Linked DNA regions of Oryctolagus cuniculus: region 2 is linked to region 1. Evidence: chromatin contacts called from public Micro-C data. All regions are on one chromosome and are shown on one strand. Each heading gives the region's core, a stretch centred on a gene start, on an enhancer-like site or on the middle of the called end of the contact. The rest is flanking DNA. Distances are from core to core; before and after follow the strand shown.

What was found. Hi-C and Micro-C count contacts between places; a contact is called where the count stands out from the background.
Region 2: a Micro-C map of ear pinna shows a contact between it and region 1, with 2.4 times the contacts expected there. The contact joins two enhancer-like sites. A contact is called at or near these places in 3 of 6 Hi-C or Micro-C datasets (ear pinna, skin fibroblasts and an unstated tissue).

Annotation. Positions count from the first base shown.
Region 1 is chr10:22,897,824-22,904,394 of mOryCun1.1, forward strand. All of the region lies in intron 4 of TCF4 (transcription factor 4), which reads left to right. Among named protein-coding and RNA genes, the nearest start is that of TCF4, 200 kb to the left of the region's middle. Within about 2 kb of position 4,523, at least 2 of the 8 cell types and tissues checked have an H3K27ac peak or open chromatin away from gene starts, as enhancers often do. A contact at or near this core is called in ear pinna, where this site is marked.
Region 2 is chr10:23,065,446-23,072,604 of mOryCun1.1, forward strand. The region is part of intron 14 of TCF4 (transcription factor 4); the gene reads left to right. Among named protein-coding and RNA genes, the nearest start is that of CCDC68, 270 kb to the right of the region's middle. Within about 2 kb of position 3,871, at least 3 of the 8 cell types and tissues checked have an H3K27ac peak or open chromatin away from gene starts, as enhancers often do. A contact at or near this core is called in ear pinna, where this site is marked.

The DNA.
Region 1 (6,571 bases), core at 3,273-5,772:
TCCAAAAAGAAGCAACATATTGTAGAAAAAGGCTTTGATACTGGAATTGGGAGTTTATGTTCTAGTTTTATCTCAGTATCTGTATGACTTCTTCAACTGAATAAGCTGGTTACCCCTTCTTAATTTTACTGACTTGGTTATCACAAGGACTAAAGTGCCCACTTAATGAGTTCCTGGGGTGTGTTCTTACATAAATTAAATTACTTTTCATGCTATATAATGCTTTAGTGAATGTAGATTCTGATCCATGGGCAGTGCCCTCAAGTGAAGAGTTCTGGTGGTGACTCAAGCCGCTCAACACATGTGGGACTGCAGTGCGCACGCTCTCTTGAAGGCAGGGCAGCGCCTAGACAAGCTGCTGTGACTCAGTGAGGAAGTGCAGCCGAAACTCATGGTTTCCAGCAGAATCAGAGCTAGACCATGACTGACTGTCCTGTTTTGATGACTAAAAGGACACCAGTGATAGGGTTAATGCCAGTCTTTACCAGAAAAAATGGCCGACTTCCCATTTCCCATTATTCCTTGTTACATACACGCTAAGTGTAGTCACCCTTCCCTCACCTGGCCTTCTATTCTGATTTTAGAAAGAAGAGGAAGACAAGGATTTCCTGGGCTGTGGGGTAGCTAGCATGTTTGTTGGGATTGAGGCATAGTTCTTGTAGTGTGAAATTTATTTTAAATTTTTATTTTTAAATGACTAGTAACAGACAGAATTGTCCTGCTATAGTAATACTGTAGGAGAGATCCAGCACTCTTCTGAAATTCTAGGAACTGGGAGCATAATGTCAACTTCTAATTTGTTGCAAACTCACACTCTTATCTCCAGGATGGGAGCAAGGTAATTACAGTCGACAGCTAGTCAGAAGTGTAAGGGTATTCCTGCATGTCCACAGATCCCAATGAGAAATTTAAGCCAGTGGGAACGTTGCCAAATAAATAGTCAAAAATGATTTTCTATCAGTTTAAATAAAATTCAAAATTTGAGCTTATGTTAGAAAATCACAAACATAGATCAGCACAGTGAATTCTTCCTGTGAAGGTTTTTTGTTTGTTTGTTTGTTTGTTTAAATAACAGTAGTTCCTAAAGTTCATCAGGATTTGCATTACTTGATTTAAAAAGGATGTGGGCCAGGATTTGCATTCAAATACGTTTGGGAAACATTGTTTTAACTAAATCAAGTGTCTTCACTGCAGGACTTCTCAGAGCCTTCAGCGCACTAAGATATGATGTAAATTTCTAAGGGAAGGTTTTGGATAGCTTTTAACATTTCCCAGATCCCTTTAATTAGTCTCCTTTTTGGTTTTTTGGAGCTGGTTATGGGATTGCTATTCCATAGAAGACACTTATTTGTGATGCAGGATTGCCCTTTATTAGAATTATATTCTTACTTTTGCTTTTCTCCATATATTTTACTAGGAAGTCAGAGTCCTCACATAGGGAATGTGTAGAAACTCAGTTTTCTGCCATGTTTTTGTTAATTAGTTGCTTCGAGTTAACGTGGAGATGGTAGCAGTTAATTGTGAGACGTCACAGATTCTGTGTATATCATTTGTACAGCCATAAAGTACCCAGAGACCTTTTAAGAATAAAACACCATGTAAATGTAAATTATCACCGCCTATAAGACACTTTCATTAATTTCATATCAAATTCATGAGTGTTTTGAGCTCTGGGATTTGAGAGACTTTGGTATTGGGCCTCTTCATTTATTTATACATTCTTTTCAGAGTTTATACACGAGCAACATAGCATAGTGCTAAGACCACAGCCTCGGGAAACACACTTGCCAGGGTTTGCCCCTATATCTGTGTGGCCTTGGGCAGTTTATACCTTAGTTTCCTCATCTGTAAAATGGAGTTGTGGCACTAGGGTTGTTGTGCAGACCGAATGAGTCAATTTTCATGGAACCCTTTGGGTTGTGGCTGATAAAAGATAAGGAGTCAGCTGCTCTTATTTGAGTATAGCAGGAAAGGCAGACATGGAAAAAATTAAAGGACTATAAATAATAAGAGCATGTATATTTTCTGAACCACTGAAAATTCCAGTCATTGTTTAATGAAGTAGCCCTTTCAATGTACTTTTTGGAAAAAAAAAATCATCGGGTAACTGGAAATGGGTGAGGGCTGGGGCCAGGGACAGAAATTTATTCTGAGTCAAGCATGTTTATGATGAGTTCTGTAGTCTGATGCTGGGGAACAAAAGGCTCATTCTTCAGTCCCCAGAATGAGGACTAACAGTGAAACAGCCTTGCTTAGTATTGTCCTGCAGCATCAGATAACTTTCATCAAGGGTTGTCACAGGATGATGTGTTCCACCACACAGGTGCTTCGGTTTCAGTAGTGGGAGAAGCACTTAGCATTTATAGATCTTTTTTTTAAAAAAAAGTGGCCTTTTACTAACGACAGGATGCAAACCCAAACATGACCTGTTATTATCCCACTGGCCAACCACCAGAAGGATTGTCTGTGTCCCAGATTATCTCCAGAAATTATTTTATTGACAAGTTGTACTTCTCTGTCTCTAGTTTTGTCCACGGGGCTTGGAGCAGTCGCATGTGTCCAGGTGCGCTAATCTACCAAAGAGGATGCTCCTGGAAGCAGCCCTGTGCATGGAGTGGATTTATGAGACCATTTTTCCCCTTCATGTAATATTTTCATTGTTGTCCAATTCCCTTACAATAGGAAACCATGGGTATGTTGGAAGAAAAATCGGAAGTCAAATAGCAAATATAATACAAAAAATAAAAAAGCAATAAAACCTGAATTCTGTAGACATTTGTTATACATAGTGCTCCCAAGTTAAAAAAAAAGAACACAGTTTTTTCATCTCCTTCTTGGGACAGCAAGATAAAAGCTTATTAAATAGATCAGCAGAAGTATCTGTGTTTGGAAAAAAGGAGAAAGTTGCTTGTATTTTCTGCTTCGAACAGTTATTCAGGGGCAACAGCAGAAGCAAGAGAGTCCTTTATTCCTGCCATTTGGCCCTTCCTAATAATCAGATTCGCATGCAGGTTTTAGCAGCGGGATGGGCTCAGTTGGGACAGCACACGTGTTGCCTTTCTGGATTGTTTGCTCACTGTCGACTCGGACTTGTTCTAGAGGAGGCTGCCGGTTGACCTCCTTTGTCTCCAGCAGGATTGATTGATTGACGGATGTTGTGTCTGTTCATTTTCTGCATTCTTCTCATTTCGTCGAAAAAACTGTGGTGTGGTATCCCATGTTCCTCACACACATCATTTTTGCAGAAGAAATTTGTTTAGCCAATATGTCACCTTAGTTTATGAAATCTTCTCTCGCTTTTGTTCAGCCCCCAGTGCTCTGGTTAGGTCATACCATTCGTTTCATGCACGGAGAGCATCACCAGCAGCAAAATTTAACATTTGGTCCTTTTAGGTATAAAAATGAATCAAATCCCTGACAAGATTTATTTATGGTTTATATTTCAGGAGCCACCCCCCCCCCAACTACACATGCACCCTTTTATGAGCATACAGCAAATGTTACTAACGGGTACTTTTAGTTTTTAAAATATGGACAACAGTACTCCATGCAGTAAAAGATTTGAGCGATTAATGCTACCCTTATGCCTCTTTTGAGTAGTTTTAGCCATGGGGCTTGGCACTGCCACCATTGTCTTTGTGCCAAAAAATATCCGCAGCGGCTGTCGCATTCTAGTACTGGAGGGTTGTCTCGAAAATTCTGCAGTGAGCGCGCAGGGTTTGTTCATCACCGCTATGTCTTTAAAATATTGGAAAAATAGAACCTTAGCTCTTTCGAAGCTCTGTTGTGGTTGTGGGGCTGGTGGAGGTGGGGGGGGGGGTGAAGAATGGAGAAAGGAGGAATGAAGCTGTTGGCACCAGCCCCTTGGTGTAAGTGACAGAATTCCATGCCTAGCATAGAGCAAACATACATATTTAGGAGCTTTTGTGTTCATCAGCTCACATAGGTACTTAAAGAGTCCCCCTCAACAGTGTCATTAGTGCTTTTGGAAATTTTGTTATCTGAAACAAATGTTCCAGTGAATTTTAAGCAGAAAGTCAACATCAAGACCATAGCTAATTTTTAATGGACAATTTACACAAAAGGTACAGGTTTTTTTTTTTTTTTTTTTTTTCCCCCCAGAAACGGAGGTGTCATTTTAAAATGGCTGCTTTTTATCCTTGGGAGATGATCGGAGTTGCTCTCTTCTGTTGGGGAAGGTGCTTGGGTTTTATCCACAATCCCTGCTTATTTTGCTCCCAAACAGGGGTTTGGGCTCCGAGGGCAGATTTATAGTTGAATTTGGGAACAAAAAGATGTAATAAAGTTAAAGGCTTACACAATCAGAATGAAATGTGTTTGCTCCTGATCTCTGGAGCGATCTATTTGATGGTAAAAGTGGATGCTACAGATGAAATCTTCACAAGGAGCATAATCCTTCAAAAAAAAAAAAAAAAAAAAGGCAGGGCCACCTCCCAGCCTCCTGCTGGCTGCGCTGCCTCTTTGGTACCTCGCAGACTTCGACAGAGTCCTGGACGGGTGCCCATTGATGTCATGGAAACACTCAAATTACTGAGAATGATTCATGTCTATGCTGGTCTCTTATCCTCCCCCACACAAACAGGAGTAGATTTTTAACCCTGACAACTTGTAATTTGCAGTGGGTTTATTTTTGTATCTGGATAAATATTTTTTAACAAGCAAAATTAAGATTAAGCAGTCTGTATCTGATATGATAGTAAAGAGTACTTGGGGGACTCTGTGCACCAGGGTTTCAGAATCTTCTCCCTGCACCCTCTTCGTTGTCTCACTTCCAAACCACCCCCTGCCGCCGCCGCCCCCCAGCCCCATGGTCTTCCCTTCCTGCTCTTCCTCTTTCTTTCTTTCTCTCCCACCTATTCCACTGTCTTTTTGAAATCTTCTCATTTGCATTGCTCCTCTAGCTTTAAAATAATGGAAAGAATCACCCCAACTTCTGGGTGTGAAGTGAGGCAGATCCTGGTAGGAAAATGCTCCTTTCCAGCTCTGTGTCCTGGAGTAGAATTAGGAAATGATGCTGGCTGGTGAAATTCTGCAGGGGGTCACTTGGGTAATTCCTTTTAGAGGAAAAAAAGTAGGTGGTCTTTCTTACTCCTGTTGTATTTTACAGTTCAGTGTTTAGAAATTACAAAACCAGGACGTATGATCTTCAGTTTCCTTTGAAGTCAGAGCAGATTCTATTGTATTTATCTTTCTGTTTTGCTGCCTTTCTACCTGTCTGCCTGCCCATCTACCTGTCTGCCTGTTGCCGAACAAGTGAATATTATGTCACAGTGAATTATGCAGTGGTTGCATAGAGGATTTTTTAGATGCAAGAGGTTAAAGAAGGACACGTGTCCTTTGATACAATGCACAAAACTATTTGTTAGTAACATTTATGAAGACAAGCTAAAGGGTGTAAGCAGCTTCAATTTGACTTACACAATGAGTGACTATGTATGATCATTTACTCTGCTTGTACAGGAAAGTGCATTTTTGCTTCAATGTGAAAGCCCCATACAATGAAACTTACTCTCTTAAATCTCTCAGGACAGGCAGTCTGGGGGATGGTATCTTATTTCGCTGGAATTGAAACTGATATGAGCATTGATTTTATACTTTGCACTGAACACTAGACCAGAAGTGGGGTTGAGGGGATGTTTTCCTAAGTTTGCAATTCATTGAAATCAGTAGAAAAGTTAATATTGGACAAGGGAGGGTTAATTCTTAAGACTCAGGTTGGCTTTCTTTGCAAATCACCTTCCATGTGGATTGAATTTATCAGATCCACTCTTTGTGTAGTAGAAGGAAGGCACGTTCTGATAGTTGACTGAAAGATGAAAAGACTACTGTTACTTTTAGCATTTGTGTTCACTTGGGTTGAGAGAGGAAAACTTGGGGGCTGTAAACTCTAGAAGGTTGTCCGTTCAGTCCCTCCAAATACAAGTTTTGAATTTTCCCAGTGGGAAAAGAATAGTGCCATGTAGCTCTACTCTAGAAGAAAGAAGCGTCCTTCAGTCTTGAGTGGGGTAGGATCCTGGGCACTTGACTGCCTCACTACCCCCTTTTAAGTCCTGGTACAGACAATTTTCTGTGATGACTTTTCCTGTTGTTAGTTGTATTCTACTGCTTAGATGTCTTATAATGCGATTTCATTATCTATCCTGCCGTTTTTTCAGGCTAAGTATACTTTCAAAAGAAACTAATGTGCATTCTTGATTTTATCCTTTGATATGGCCCAATAGCATTTGAGGCTCTATACATCTCTGTGGAGAAGTCTACAGATAAAAATTAGGTTGTCAGAATTGGAACAAGACGTTTTCATATCCCTGGATACTTGTGCTGCTGAGTCTACTGGTAGAATGTGAACTTGGGTTCAGAGTGGACAAAAGTCATTAACCCTCCTTCTCCAATGTAAATTTCATCATCATCTTGATTGTGATGGGACTTACTTTACCCCAGGGAAAGGGAGGAGAGAGAGAGAGAGAGAGAAGGGGAGAGAGAAAGAAAGAGTAAAGGGGAGAGAGAGAGAGAGAGAGATTCAGAATTTTGAGTAGTTTCTTTGCTAAATTCA
Region 2 (7,159 bases), core at 2,621-5,120, 170 kb after region 1:
AACAGCAGACCTCCTTGCTCCTTCTTGTAGACCTCCAACAAAGGGATGATCAGTCTAGGCATCGTCTTCCATGTCACTCCTCGGATTTCCACAGATTCGCAATGCCATCCTAGAGTGCCAAGTGCATTTGAGCACATATATCTAAGCAGTTATTGCTATAACATCTCAGGGACCTCCGAGATCATCTCCATCCCAATCCGCTACAAATTGCCTGCCAAGCAGTCAATAAGCTTCTGTCAGCCTCCTTCCTGCAGGTGTGAGTCCCTCCAAACACCCAGAAAGTCTGTTTCTATCAGGTATTTGACAATTCTTCATATGTCCAGCTCCAGTTTGCTTCTCTGCTTAGTCCTTATTGTTCTCCCCCAAACCCAACCCAGCAGACACTGGCAAAACGTTGAGCTACTGAAGATGGTATATTCAGGGGCACTTTTTTTTTTTTTTTGGGCTAAATATCTGTTTCTTCAATTACTGACCCTAGAAAATGTTTTGACTCTCCATGATGAGCCTTGTGACTTTTTGGTACATTCTGCATAATTTATCAAAGTTTTCCCCACTCCAAAGGACCTTTATTGTGTTTAGCCTAAAACTGAACACAGTGCTCTAGAAATCTCCAGGGTGAATAAGGGTGGGTATACTACTTCCTCCATTCATTACATTATATCTTCACTAAGGGCACCCAACAAAATCTTATTTGCTGTTGTTAAAGCCTCATCATTCTGCTGACATACTGACCTTGTAATCAGCTAAAATCTATAAACCACAAGTCTCTCAGCTATCCTTGTACACTTTTTATTGTACCTGTGCGAAATTCCCCATAACCCCCTTGAACTTCATGGTACAGATTTCAATCTGTTAGTCTAAAGGTCTACACTGGGTCCCCATTCCGTCACATCCTCTGTCAGCTGTGTTGTTAACGAATGTGCTGGGTGCCAGTCATGTCCACATCAAAGCCAGTAATGAAAATGTTGAGCCATGATGCTCAGCACCACAGACATTCCACTGCTTCATACCCCAAATGGCCACAACAGCTGAAGCTGGGCCGAACCGAAGCCAGGAGCCAGGAGCTTCTTCCGGGTCCCCCACATTGGTGCAGGTGCCTAAGCACTAGGCATTCCCAGGTGCATTAGCAGGGAGCTGGGTGGGAAGTGGGGCAGCCAGGAATCTAGCCAGCACCAGTATGGGATGTCAGCACTGCAGGCAGCGGCTTTACCTACTAAGCCACTGTGCTGGACTCCAGAACTCTTAAATAGCCTGAAGGGTAGAATTTCACTCCAGATCTTAGTCCTCAGCATCATATTACAATGCCTACTATATTGGTGGGATTTTTTTTTTTTAAATTAGGATAGTTGCCTATTTCTTGTCCACCATCTCTTCAATTATCCTAATTGCTAATCTCCTCAATTATCAGATATTTTTCTCTTTTAAAGATCTATTTATTTATTTGAAAGAGTTACAGAGAGAGGAGAGAGACAGGGAGAAAGAGAGTGAGCGTTCACTTCCCAGATGGCCGTAGCAGCCAGAGCTGCACCAGGCTGAAGCCAGGAGCTCCTTCTTGGTCTCCCAGGTGGGTGGCCGTGGCCCAAAAATTTGGGCTGACTCCCGCTGCTTTTCCCAGGTCATTAGCAGGGAGCTGGATCAAACATGGAACAGCTAGGATTCGAACTAACACCCATATGGGATGCAGGCATCAAGGGCAGCAGCTTCACCTGCTATGTCGCAATGCCAGCCCCTATCAAATATTTATAAGAGCATTAGCAACCTCAACTCAAAGTTTTTCATTCATACTAATATTGTACCTTTTTTTAAAAAAACAGAAAACTTAAAGAAAAAAATAGAGGGAAACTGTTTTAGCCAATTTGATACTTTAGCATTATTTTAAAGAAAAAATCAAAATGTTTTGAAGACAGTGGTAGTAGTGACGCTCAGCACAGCCCCTGAGTTAAGTGGTTAGGACACCATGCACACCCAGATCTCACATCAGTGGGCCTCAGCTGGATGTATCCCCATCTCCTTCCCCACCCCCTCTACCTATTGGCTCTACATTCTGGCCATGTGACAGAGAAACAGTCAATCTGCCTTGGGTGTCTACCCCCAAGCCTTAGTCTCTGTATGCCAGTTTTCTCATTTTCCCCACTAAAGTACGTATTCAGTATCCTGGAGCCATGAACTTTAAATGAATGAATAAGAAAAACCTTGTTTTCCTAATTTTAAAATATATACATAGAGGGGCTGGCACTGTGGCATAGCAGGTAAAGCTGCTGCCTGCAGTGCCAGCATCCCATATGGACTCTGGTTCGAGTCCCAGCTGCTCCACTGCTAATCCAGCTCTCTAGTGTAGCCTGGGAAAGCAGAAGAGGATGATTGGAGTACTTGGGTCCCCATCCACATGGGAGACCTGGAAGAAGCTCCTGGCTCCCGGCTTTGGATAGCCCAGCTCCAGCCGTTGCAGTCATCTGGGGAGTGAACCAGCAGATGGAAGACGTCTCTGCCTCTCTGTAACTCTGCCTTTCAAATAAATAAATAAATCTTTAAAAAATAAAAATAAAATATATGCATAAAATACATATTTGAAACAGACCCCTCCAAGAATAACTACATAATATTTCTGTATTGTTTTCTTCCTACATTGAGGGAGGGATAAGCAGATACATTTGTAATACCCTGGTAATCATTTTTTTAACTGAATTTTTATTGGATGCAAAGACCCAATAATAAACTTCTCATGGCTTGGAATAGGCATAACCCTTGCATTTAAAAAATGTAATATTCCCTTTGTTTTCTCTGTATAATAGATTTGTTTTCTCAATATAGTAGATTTTCGAGGGAGAAGAGTATTGTATGTATTAGAAAATGCACATGTGTTCAGTCACTCATTCTGCATCTGCTATACTTCCGAGACCATCACAGATGCATAAATGTGCAAGAAAAAGTCTCTCATCTTATAGGCCTTTTATCCTGGTCGGGTAATAGTACAGTATATGTCTAATTATAATGCAAGAGAATTACTCAGTGACCTAACCAGTGATTCAGACAGCTAGGAAAAGCTTCTTAGAGAATGTGTCATTGTATCATTGACCTTCTATTAGTGTCTATGTAGAATTTCAGCAGTAAGAGATACATAGAAAAGGCATTGCAGAGCCATAGAATAAACATGATTTAAAAAAAAAATGAAAATAAAGGCTGTAATGTGCCCAAATAGAAGTAAGAGATGTGCCTGATGAGTCTGTCTGTCGCAGCTCCCAGCTAAGGCTGCACTGGGAGAAAGCCACTCCTCCACAGCACCGCAGTTCCAGCAATTGGCTCGGATATTGCACATGAGAGTCCACAGGAAGAGCGAGTCTTCGTGTGTATTTTTTATGTCCAAATTAAATTAACTCATGGAATTTTCCACCCTTAGGAATTAAAGTAGCAGCTCATGAAGTAATTCAGTTATGTCATTCATACCAAAACAGAAAATACTGGAGCAACTTGGCACTGTTTAAAAGCCAAGATTAGGCCTTGGCCATTTTGTATTTTTTTCAGATTCTGTGGCCGTTGTGTTATTTTAACTTTTATTGTGGCTGTAAATTCTTCAAATCAAAAATATCTTAATTGCTTAGAAAGCACGAGTGTAAACTGGACTCGTCCTAAAAAGAGGATTCAGGCGGGGCAGCCTCAGAAGTGAGGGTTGAAAGATAGAGTATCACATTTTCTGTAGCACGAGGGCTTTCTGTATCTAACTGGTTGACATTCACAGTTGTACGTAATTATAGCTTCCTCTGTCTCCATAAATCATTGCAGAACTGCAAAGTTGAGTTTAACCAAAAGATCTGGCCGGTATTAGTTAAGTGACATCTTGGGGGAAGCATTGTCCTGATACAATAGCCACATTCGTTTCAAAGCACTTAATTGGACATATTGTCAAAAACTACAGTATTGAATTTCCACATTTTAATTTTGCATTTGCCTTCTCCCCAGCTTCTGCACATGGACGGGTCTCGTTTGGAACTGAAAGTGTGTGAAAGTTATTGGAGAATGGTAGTCTCTGGGTAATGTTTCTGTAAGCTGCCCAAATTTTCCCCCTGTAGTCTAGATGGGAAACAGCTGGGTTTTGTTTAAAAAGCTGTTTTGTGAAATATCTGAATCTTGAGATGCAGAACTGAGGTCACTGTTAAAGCAGGTGCTCTTGAACAAGTGAGAAAGGACTCAAGGGGCCCATCAGCCCTGTAGTCTTCTACAGGGTACTTCCTTTTAGAAAAAAAGGTATTGACGCTTGCACCTTTATTTAGGACAGACACCGATATAAGTAATTGCATTAGCAATGCTGTTAGAAATTGGTATCTTTGATCATTGTCAGCCCTTGAATGCGAGCTTAGCCACATACAAAACAAAGCAAAATGGTCATTCCCCTCACAAAGCTTCCAGCTGAGGGTCCACGCACTGGTCTTCTTGGGAGATTAGAATTGCTTGCATTTCCTCTTTAGACATAACAACAGGAAGAGAACGAGAGCTACCCTTTCAACTAAATAGGGCCTCAGCTGACCGTGTCTTCCGAGCTCTTCAATGCAGTCTAAGGAAAAGGGAGAAAAGAACTGTGACTTGGCAAGACCGGTCCCCAAGCAGTTCTGAGAAAAGCAGTGCAAGAAACATGTGGAAGCACTAAAGTGCAGTGCACGTCAGGTATCCACTCGTCTGAAGATGAAAGGAGGTTAGCCTCCTCCCCCGGGAGCTGGAGGTTATTAGCAGCTGTTTATCCAGTCGGGAATCGAGATTAACATTGCAATTTTTTTTTTAAGAACCAGAAGAAAATTTGTTTGGGAAGTTGGCTCTTCATATCAAGTAACTGTGCACTGCCAAAAAAAACTTCCTTTCTCAGAACTCATGTCCTAGAGTTGAGCAATGTTATGATTCTCTGAGAAACCCTGGATTACCCAAAAGTCTATCTCCATTAAGTAAAACAGAGGGGAGCGAAGAAAGGGATGGATGCTTGCCATTGACACACTCCACTCTGTTCTTCCCAAGGTGGACCTTGCTGTTCGGTGTGTTACCTGTCCTTCAGCCTGAGCCTTGGGGGGACGTTCTGCCCCTACTCCTCCATCCTGCTTGGTCTCTGCCACTCTGAGGCTTACTCACATGGGCTTGGTCTGTGCCTATTGCTGTGAATGTCTGCAGGAGATGCAGGAGCTGCTTCCTACTCTATAATATTTTATTGCACCTTTCCGTATCCCCCCCAAAAGAAAAGTTGGATATTGGGGGTTTTCCCCCTGATTTAATGATACTCTTAATGTCATTTTCTTTTATTAAATCCTTTCTTTTGCTTTTGATCTTATTTATAGCAGAGCCACTGGTCATATGGAAGCTATTATTGTATAGCAGGGAGATGAAAGACTTCACTGCAGTTAAATAAGAGTGAATCATTGGGGCCAGTAATGCACACATACAGTGAGGTACCATTTGTGTCCACAGCGCCCTGTGTTGTTCACTTTGTAGGAAAGCCATTGAGATTTATAAAGGGCTTTTCCAAAATCTACATTTGGTCAGAAATATGTATTCTGACAACATGGAAACACATGTTAGTACATAGTCCTTAGCTGCTTGTGTCTTCATACACACACAGTTACTTAAAGAATGCTACTTATTGATGGAAAAACAAATTTTCATTTGCAATTGAGATGTTTATTAGTGTTATATGTCAATTTTTAAAATATGCATCTAGGAGTGCATATTTGGTGAAGTGGTCGGGATGCTGCTTGGAATATTCATATCCCATACCCGAGTGTCTAGGTTCAACTTCTAGCTCTGCTTCCAATCTAGCTTCCTGTTAATTTGCACCCTGGGAGGCAGCAAGTCATGGCCCAAGTACTTGTCCCTGTGACCCACATGTGAAGCCTGGATTGAGGGCTTGCATCCTGATGTTGGCCCAGCCTGGCTCCAGATGTTGCAAATGAAAAGTCTCTCTGCTTCTTTATGTAAAAATGCCACCTTCTTCCTGTAGCAGTCTTTGGCTTCCCAATCAAATATAATTTCATCACCCTTTCATACCCTACATAACCTTGTATTCTTTGTGGCATTCATCTTATTTTATCCTCTGTAGAAATTATATCATCCCATCATTAAATGTAAGTACCTGTAGAATATTAGGTGTCTCTCTTCTTTAGTTTTTCCTTGAAAATGCCTAAATAGTGCCTTGTATATTGAGACACTCAAGCAGCATTTGTTGAATTAAATGAAATGTTTATTATTGGATGGAAACACACCCAAGGTGTGTTTGACAATATCACATTTTAGATTTCAGATGTCATCTCACAGATGCATGTCATGTGATATGTGCCATTCTTTGCTATTTAGGAAGCATCTGGTTGCTCACTTCGGTATCACTGTACTAGCCTGTGACCCACAGCCAGTCCCTGCCCTTGGGATGCTCACTGCTCACATGTAGGCTTTTAGGAATGGCAGCAGAACCACGATCATTAAGATTTATGCCCTGCACGACTAAGTGATGCTCTTGAATGTGTTTTGAGGGTGATGTCTCAAAGAATAGTCAGGAAGAGCCCCATCTGGGCAAAGCAAGGTGGTAAGAAAGTAGAGCTCTGGAGAGCCACTTAGTCTGGAAAGGCACAGCAAGGGGATCTGTGGGATTAGTAAGAGAGAAGCAGTCAGGGAGCCATGAGAAGATGGGGCAGGAAGGGCTTGGCTCAAGCTCTACTGATATGAGTGTGAACCCAGCAGAATAGGGGCCATGAGTAGATACCTGAGAGTCCAGGCGGTTAAGAATAGGAGGGGCCTGGGGGATGGCCCCAGGGTATCTAAGTGAAGGACACAGCAGCACAAGGCAGAAGTCTTGGATTCATTGAACAATAGGGAATTTAATGAACAGGCTGGAAACTTAGTCTGTGAGGGACCAGGGGCTGGGGAGAGAGTATTGCATTCAAGATAAAAAAAAAAAAAAAAAAAAAAAAAAAAAAAAAAAAAACAAAGGGTGAGGATTTAGAAGGAGATGGGGAAGAGTTTAGGCAAATGTCTTTACACCTACAGTCCCTTTCCAAGTACATTATAACGTCCACGAGCTATTCAAATAATAAGAAAAACTTCTGGAAAATAAAGGCCAGTTGGTCATGGTAAATCTCCAGTGCAGAATCATCTGGGATGTGACTTTGTGAGTGTGTGTGCCCACTCAGTA